2 separate regions of the Mus musculus genome follow, and region 1 is linked to region 2. A link is a contact called in public ChIA-PET data. All regions are on one chromosome and are shown on one strand. Each heading gives the region's core, a stretch centred on a gene start, on an enhancer-like site or on the middle of the called end of the contact. The rest is flanking DNA. Distances are from core to core; before and after follow the strand shown.

Region 1 (3,727 bases), core at 516-3,015, 390 kb after region 2:
GTGTGCATGTCACCGGCAATGTACCCCAGGACCCCTGACTGGTCTCAGTGCCCTTGGATCTGAAGGCTCCATGCTATGCTGTGTGGCTCCCTGGGCATCACTGGAGTTCCTAGACACTGAAGGAACCATGTTCCTCCTATTTTTCAAGTCCGTTCCCTTCCTTCAACCTTTGTTAACCTGTCCTATGCTCTGCATTGACAGTCCCAGGGAGAGCTGGGCTTTCTGCATCCCTCAGTTAAAGGCCACCACTCCTCTAGGGCCTTTGCCAGCAGCAGTCCTGCCCAGGTTCCAGCCCTCATTTATCCTCCAGCATGGGTTCCCAATTGTGAGTTGACCCTGCAGCCTACCTTCCACTGAGAAGCCTAAAATTCACTGTTTGCATAAGTAAATGCTGGCTCATTTTGTGTGTGTCATTTGGTAGCCCATGCTGGCCTTGAACTCATAATAGTCCTCTTGCCCCAGGCTGTGACATCGCCACTGTACCCAGGATTAGTGTCATTATCGAGTCTTCTTCAGTCAAGTGTGAGATCTTCCTCAAGCAGGGACCTCATTTGTGTCACCCCTAAGCAAATGTGATGCTTTGTGCTGGAGCAGAGAAGATGTTCTAGCAAACTCCCCTTTGCTGGCAATACTTGGGTGTTCTGTGTGCTGGGGTAGGGGTGGGGAGCAGAAAAGCTTTTCCCACCTCCAGCCACAGGAAAGGCTCCAGGGCTCTGTCCTGCCAAAGCAGCAGTTTCAGTGATGGGCTCCATACCTCAGTCTCCTTAGATAGCCCCCAGCCTGTCTCCTGCACACAGTCATGCATGCAGCAGCAAAAGCGATGGATGCCAGAACTAAATGCTTTGTACACCACAGTGTCTGTAAACCAAGCCTCCCATGCCAAGCAAGACCCAAGGATACTAAAGCCTCTTGCACAAGATGGTGGAGCCGCTGACAACCTCTTCAGGCACTCCTGCATGCTTCACGGTGTCTCTGGAGTACTAGGTGCCTAATGAAGCCATTTGACTCTGTGGTGTAGACAGTGAGAACAGGCGGTACATGTAGACCATGGGTGTCAGCTGTTTTGTTAGTTTATTTTCCTGTTTTTCAACACAGGCTCTCACTGTGTAGCCTTGGCTGTCCTGGAATTGACTCTGTAGACCAGGCTGGCCTCAAACTCAGATCCGCCTGCTTGCTTCCCGGGTGCTTGGTGGTGTGTTTGCTTTCCCTAACTTTTCACTGTGTTTCACAATTGCTTGAAACTCAGATGTGGAGGCTGACTGTAAGAACAAAAATAACTGCCTGGTCAGGTTGTGGTTCGAGGTACAGAAGTCTGTGAGGTCAGCTAGTTCCCCCACGTGCCTACTTTTGAATGGGATTGGAGATTATGGAAGAGAAAACCACAGAAGGCTGCCTGTCTACTTAGCAAAAACACGCAAGCCAGGAAACACTTGGCTGAAGGCTTAAGTGATAAATTTGTGTTTTGTAATCAGCTTTCATAAATATTAAAGAAGTGGGAGATGGTGGAAAGCAGTGATGTGCTCTGTATGCGTGCTCAGCTCCACACTTGCTCAGCAATGTCCACGTGGAGAGTGCCGTGCTCTCAGTCTCAAATGGTGGCTGAGGGACCCTCGGCTGAGCCCCTTCCTGAGAGGGGAAGAGGCGGCAGGCAGAGCACCCTGTCAGGCCAAGCCCTGAGCTTCCCCTTCCCCGCACTGCTCCTTAGAGCCAGCATGACGTCATCAAGAAGAGAGGTGATTGGTGCAGCTCCACAGAGGCATTGGCTTCCCTCGCCACCTAGAGGTGGGTGCAGACAAGGAGGTCTGCCCTTTACCCGGAACCCTCAGCTTGCCACGATCTGCAGTGTGCATTGTCCCTTGGTATGTACACTGGCGTGCTTGATCCTGGGCACTCCCACTCTAAACAAGAATGTGGCTCTCCCACCTCTGGGGACAGCTCGGAGCTTGGAATGTCTATTTAAGTTGCTTCCTGGCTCACACTGGAGTAGAAGCCTTACCCTCTGAGTTTCCATTGGTTTTAGGTTTGAAGCATTGTCCTGGCAGCTCTGCCTTCCGGGCTTTGTGTCAGATCCAGGGGCTCTCAGTATCTGCCATTTACCTGCAACTTGTAAGTCCTGGCTCCTCAGTCTGTGGTCAGACCAGTCAGCCTCCTGCTGCCTTCCTGGGCTATCATGGCAGCATGCCGGGGAAGCAGAGAGCTGGACCCCGCACCGTTGGGCTTCCTTGAGCTGCAGGCGTCTCCTCCTGCCCCCAGCCCGGCTTCCCTGCTGTCCTCACAGCAAGCAAGGGGCCAGTGAGCCCAGTGGGTACAGCACACACAACGGGGCAGATTCTGTGGTGCTGTATTTGCCAGCTGTGTGTGTGTGCGTGTGTATGCATGAGAGAGAGAGGGAGGGAGGGAGGGAGGGAGGGAGAGAGAGGGGGGAGAGAGAGAGAGAATGACACTACTACATGAACAAACATGAGCACTAAGGCATGCACCTCACTATGTAGTTGTCCTAGAAATCAACACATAGACCAAGGTGGCATCAAACTCACCAAGATCCACTGCCCTGCCTCCCAAATCCTGGGGTTAAAGATCTGCACCACCATGTTTTGGTTTATTTTGGTTTTTGAGATGTATGTGTATGGATGTTTTCTGCATGTATGTGTGTACTGAATGCATGCCTCATGCCCATGGCGTCCTAAAGAGGTCATCAGATCCCCTGAATTAGAGTTACAGATTGTCAACCAACACTTAGGAACTGGGGATTGAACCCAGGTCTCCTGGTCTTCTGAACGAGCAGTGCAGTCAGTGTTCTTGACCTCTGAGCCATTGCTCCAGCTCCCCAACATTTAAAAAAAAAAGAAAAAAAAAAAAGCTTTGGTGATGCATGACAGGTAGTGAAAGTTAATGTGTAGCTGATAAAAATGTGCTCTTTATCCCAGAGCTGAGAGTCATGGAAACATATTCTCTGAATTGGGGGAGGGGGTACCTGAAGGTTTCCCTATGCAGCACAGACTGGCCTCAGATGCAGCAGCAGAGTTAGAGGGGTGCACCACCACGGCCAGCTTTCGCTTTCTAGGACATTCTTACACAGCCTGGCTCGAGTTTCATAGTCATGGCACTGACAGACTGTGGGCAAAAAGGGTTTGTATGCTTCTAAGCATTTGTATCTGAGACACAGTAGGAGTCTCTCTTCTTTTCTGTGTGTTTATTTTTTTTCTCTGTGCAGTTATTCATCAGGCTGCTTTGTTGAGTGCCTGCTGTGTCTCAGGCACTGCTGTAGGTGCCGTAGGGAAAATAGCATCGTTCAGAAAGACCAAGTCTCTCGCTCACGACATGCGCACTCCAGAAAGCAGAGAAGGAAAGGGTGAATGAGCAGGTTTGACAGTGTGCTTGGTGGTGGGAGAAGGCCACAGGCGAGGACTAGTACAGTGGGCAGGCCAAGGGAGGATGCTTTTGAGGATGGGGAAAGGCTGGCCTGTGGTGTGGCTGGAGGTGGAAGCCACTTCCTGATCATCTGTGCTGTAAAAGCCATCTCAGGTTCCACCCTACACTGTGTCGTCAGAGACAGTGCTTTCTTTCCTGCCTCTCTCTGTGCAATGTGGCTGCCTCTCATTCCTCGTCTGTTTCCCGTTGGTTGGATTAGTTTATGTTGGCGCCTTTTAAACACTCACACATCATGGTTCTAAGTTGTGGGACTGTAATGAGATCTGACTTCCTGAGGCTTCCTCTCCATTGGGTG
Region 2 (3,851 bases), core at 1,222-3,721:
CTAGTAATACTCTGTGAATGTGTCTCTTTTGATTAAAGCCATAGCGCCCATTAAAAACATAAAATTGGACTGAGTGCCCACTCCAGTGAGAATTTCTTTCCCCACAGAGGTAGCAGCCAACACTTCACTTCAATCTCTGGCACAGCTACTGAGAACATAGAAGTTTCCCTGGAACTAACACATCACTTCCCTTCCAACACAATTATATAATCTGGGAGTTAAACAATACCTTAGAGATTATTTTGTGGTCCAAAATCCCTCCGGACTAAGAGACTACCAAAATCCCCTCGGGATAGATGGGTGTGCATCTGTAAATCCCATCTAACAGATGCTGCGCCTTAGTGGGCACTTCAGTTAAAGCCTGCTTGTTGCGCTGAACAGAACAAGTCCAAAGCCAGCCAGGTCCGCTAACATTCTTGTTCTTACCAAACTCTGAGCAGCCACTGAACCTATCATTCAAGAGTCGCACAACTGTCCTGCTCATTAACCAATATGCAAAGAGAAGTTCAGTAAAGGCAACCCCACCACGGAGCAGACGCTTTAATCCTCCTTCTAACAGCTGAAAATCTTAAGCTCCTAAAAAAACAAAACAAGTCAGTCCTACCCCTGGTCTGACCTACACAAGGCAATAGGTGGCCAAACTGCCGCCAGTCCATTGTAAAACTTCTAACCAAAATTAGAAAATCGGTTGTTCCTTTGTTAAGGATCTTGAGTTTCTAGTATTTATCCAAAATATTCACATTTTCACCTCTAGGATGATCTTCTTAAAACAAAGGGTTTTGCAGTGTTCATGACTAAATTACACAGCCTTCTACTTTAAACTTGGCCAGACCTAACCACAGCACTGCAGTGAGGCATGTCATTATGCTAATTCCTTTTCCTCCCGCTAACAGCCCAGATCCCATCTGACTTCCCATATGATAATGAAGAAAACAAAGCTTCTAGAACAGCCTTCACCATAGACAGTTTTACCTCACGTATTCCAAAGCCAGCGCATCATTTAAAACTTGACCTTGCTTACTTACAAAGCGCGTCTTTCGGGGACCTTTGGTAATGAAGGAAAGTAACAAAGTATACATTTCCAAAACTCCTGTTTTGCAATCCCTCAACAGCACAAAGAATGCTTTCACGGATTTTCTTCAGGCCGTCATTTCATTTAAATTCCCCCTCCTCCTCCTCCTCTTCCTCCTCCTGAGTATCTACCGGACAGTGATTCCTGGTAGTCCATCCTCCCTTTCATCAGAGCCTTTCATAACTAACGGGTCAAGTTCCTGTCGCCCATTTCAACACGATGCACCGTACTGCAGGCTTGCCACCCCAGCCCACCGCCGAGGGCCGGGATAAAACATACTCAGTTTCACTGCCCTTCATTGTTTTCAAGCGAACTGCCATCTTACCACCATGCACACACACGACAGCAATGTGTCCCCACAGGCATTTTATGAATTTCCAAAGCAGCTATTCTTTGTGGATTTACAAACCACGCGCCTTTCATGAATCTCGCTTCATCACCACAGAAACGGCTTTGTGAAGCCGAAAAAAAAATTTTTTTTTAAGTTCCTTAAGGAAAAAGGAACAAGACTCTAAAACGTTCTATTATCCTAGCTTACCCTACGACTCATCCTATTGGGCACAGCAGAGAAACGTCGGGACAGAGATCTTCATAAATACAGCTTTTGATGGTCGTGAAGTGTTCCGGTCAATATGAATAACAACCTCGACGACAACCGTGTCCAGTGCCCTTTCTTTTCAGGCTCCAACCATACGGACTCAGCAGCTCAACGTTAGAATCGAACGGCTGGCCCCGGCTTGTCGCTGCCAGTGCTCGCCCGCAGCCACCTCCCCTCGGCCAGCAGCAACCCTGCGGGGAGGGAGGGAGGGAGGGAGCGGCCCTCCGCTCCGCCACAAAGGCCGGCCTGCGCCCCATGCACGTGTGCCGAGCGCCGAGCTGCCTAGCCACTGCCCCGGGCGAACGGCGGCCAACCCCCGACGGCCCGCCGCGGGATGGCATCCCGCTGCCCCGGGCCCTCTCCACTCCGCTCCCCACCCCCCCTTCTCCCCAGGAAACCCCGTCGGGCGCCGCCGACCCCCGGCAGGGCGCCTCACCTCCTCCTCGCTCTCGCTGCGGAAGCACAGGCACGCGGCCCGCTTCTTGTAGCCGTCGCCGTCGTAGGTGCGGGTCTGGTTCGACTTGAGCTTCATCATCCTCCGGGCCCGGGTGGGGGGTGCCGTGCGGGGCCTCGGAGTCCAGGGAAGGGGAGCCTGCTGCAGGCGGGCGGCCGCGCGCGCGCGCGCCCCAGGCTCGATCGAGAGGGCGGGGAGGAGGGTCTGTGTGTCCGCTACACGGCTCCGCGGCGGGACAGCCTCATTGCCCCCGGCCCAGGCCCTGCGCCGCCGTCACGGCCGCCGTCGCCACCGCCACCGCCCCCTCTACCGCCGCCGCCCCCGACGACGACCGCGCCGCCATTTTGGACGCGCTGCGTCAGCTGCGTAAGGCACGCGGGCTCGCCGGACGGCCGCGCGTGCGCAGCGCGGACGGCGTTCCGGAATCGCGCCCGGCGCGGGAGAGCGTCTGCACTGAAGGCCGCGGAAGCTGGCGCGGCTGCTACGCAGACAGCGTAGGGCTGGGGATGGCGGAAGCCGGGTGAGGCGCGGCGCGTGGGCACCACCCGCGACCCCACGGTCCCGGGCGCCGCTGGGCAGAGAGCAGGGGCCCGCCCAAGGTCACCGGCTGAGCGGCCCAGCCCGATCCAAGGTCGCGCCGCTCAGATGACAGGGAGAGTGACAGCGCCGCTCTGCTGTCCCTCGCCGCAGACTGTCAACCTTAGCTGCTGGGGATCAGGAGTGGGGCGGGGCGGGGCTGCTCTTTGCGGTCAGTTGGTAGCTGTCTGGACATATGTGCGTCCTGCAGCCATTTGTGCAAAAAAGGCAAAAGCTGCCACTTGCCTGGCGACATGCTTGAGGGACTGGGTTCGAACCTCAGCACTGCAAAAAAGAAAATAAAAAAGGAAGGAAAGAAAAGAGAGAACGCCATCCTCTTAAACAGGAGCAGAAAGGGAGAGACTGTAAGAGTGTGCACAGCACACGTACGTAAATCATGAAATATGGTTTCTGGCCGTGACTATAACACTGGGATGACCCTCTTAGAGGACGTGAAAGTGGGCTACAGCGTTCCTGCAACAAAACGGGCACCATTACCGTGTGCTAAACGTTTAGAAAATTCTGTCAAGATATTCAAGATTTATAAATAAATCCCAAAGCGCACAGCGTACGTTTGTGGGGACAGGTGTGTGCGCCATGATTGCTTCTGTGAGGTCAGAGGGCAACTTAAACGAATCCATTTTCTCCCACCACAGAGGACCAGGAGACTGAATTTAAGTGGTCAGGCCTGGCTGCAAATGACCTTTCTGGGATATCTGACGGGTCCCCGTTACCTGTTTTAATCATCTTGTATGTAGTATACTTCATTAATAATCTAGAGGGGCCCAAGAGATGTGTCAGTTTAAAAGGGCACTGGCCATGGAGCCTGACCACCTGAGCTAGATCCCTGGCACACATAGCGAAAGGAGAGAACCAACTCCCACAAGCTTCACCGCTACATGTGCTCTATGACATATGTGTCCACACATATTCTAACTTCTTTAAAAACTAAATGAAGGGGCTGGAGGGATGGCTCAGTGATTAAGAACACTGGCTGTTCTTCCAGAGGACCCTGATTCAATTCCCAGTATATGGTAGTTCACATGGTACCATACAGAGTAGCTCACAACTGTCTGTTGGCTCCTTCACACAGATATATATACAGCCAAAACACCAATAAAGTAAAAATGTAAAAAGTCTGGCTGAAAAGG

What was found. ChIA-PET counts read pairs in DNA pulled down with a chosen protein or histone mark.
Region 1: an RNA polymerase II ChIA-PET map of memory CD8 T cells shows a contact between it and region 2, with 18 read pairs. The contact joins the enhancer-like site here to the promoter of Nudt3 in region 2. A contact is called at or near these places in 1 of 15 datasets of contacts at CTCF or cohesin (the NIH/3T3 cell line), 4 of 115 datasets of contacts at active chromatin or transcription factors (bone marrow-derived macrophages, effector CD8 T cells, memory CD8 T cells and 1 more) and 1 of 9 other capture datasets (liver).

Annotation. Positions count from the first base shown.
Region 1 is chr17:28,011,691-28,015,417 of GRCm38.p6, forward strand. All of the region lies in intron 12 of Anks1 (ankyrin repeat and SAM domain containing 1), which reads left to right. Among named protein-coding and RNA genes, the nearest start is that of Gm35290, 6.3 kb to the left of the region's middle. Within about 2 kb of position 1,766, at least 181 of the 459 cell types and tissues checked have an H3K27ac peak or open chromatin away from gene starts, as enhancers often do. A contact at or near this core is called in bone marrow-derived macrophages, liver, memory CD8 T cells and 1 more, where this site is marked.
Region 2 is chr17:27,620,981-27,624,831 of GRCm38.p6, forward strand. Nudt3 (nudix (nucleotide diphosphate linked moiety X)-type motif 3) reads right to left here and starts at 2,472. Exons shown (of 5, transcript NM_019837.2): 1 at 2,107-2,472. The coding sequence starts at 2,205.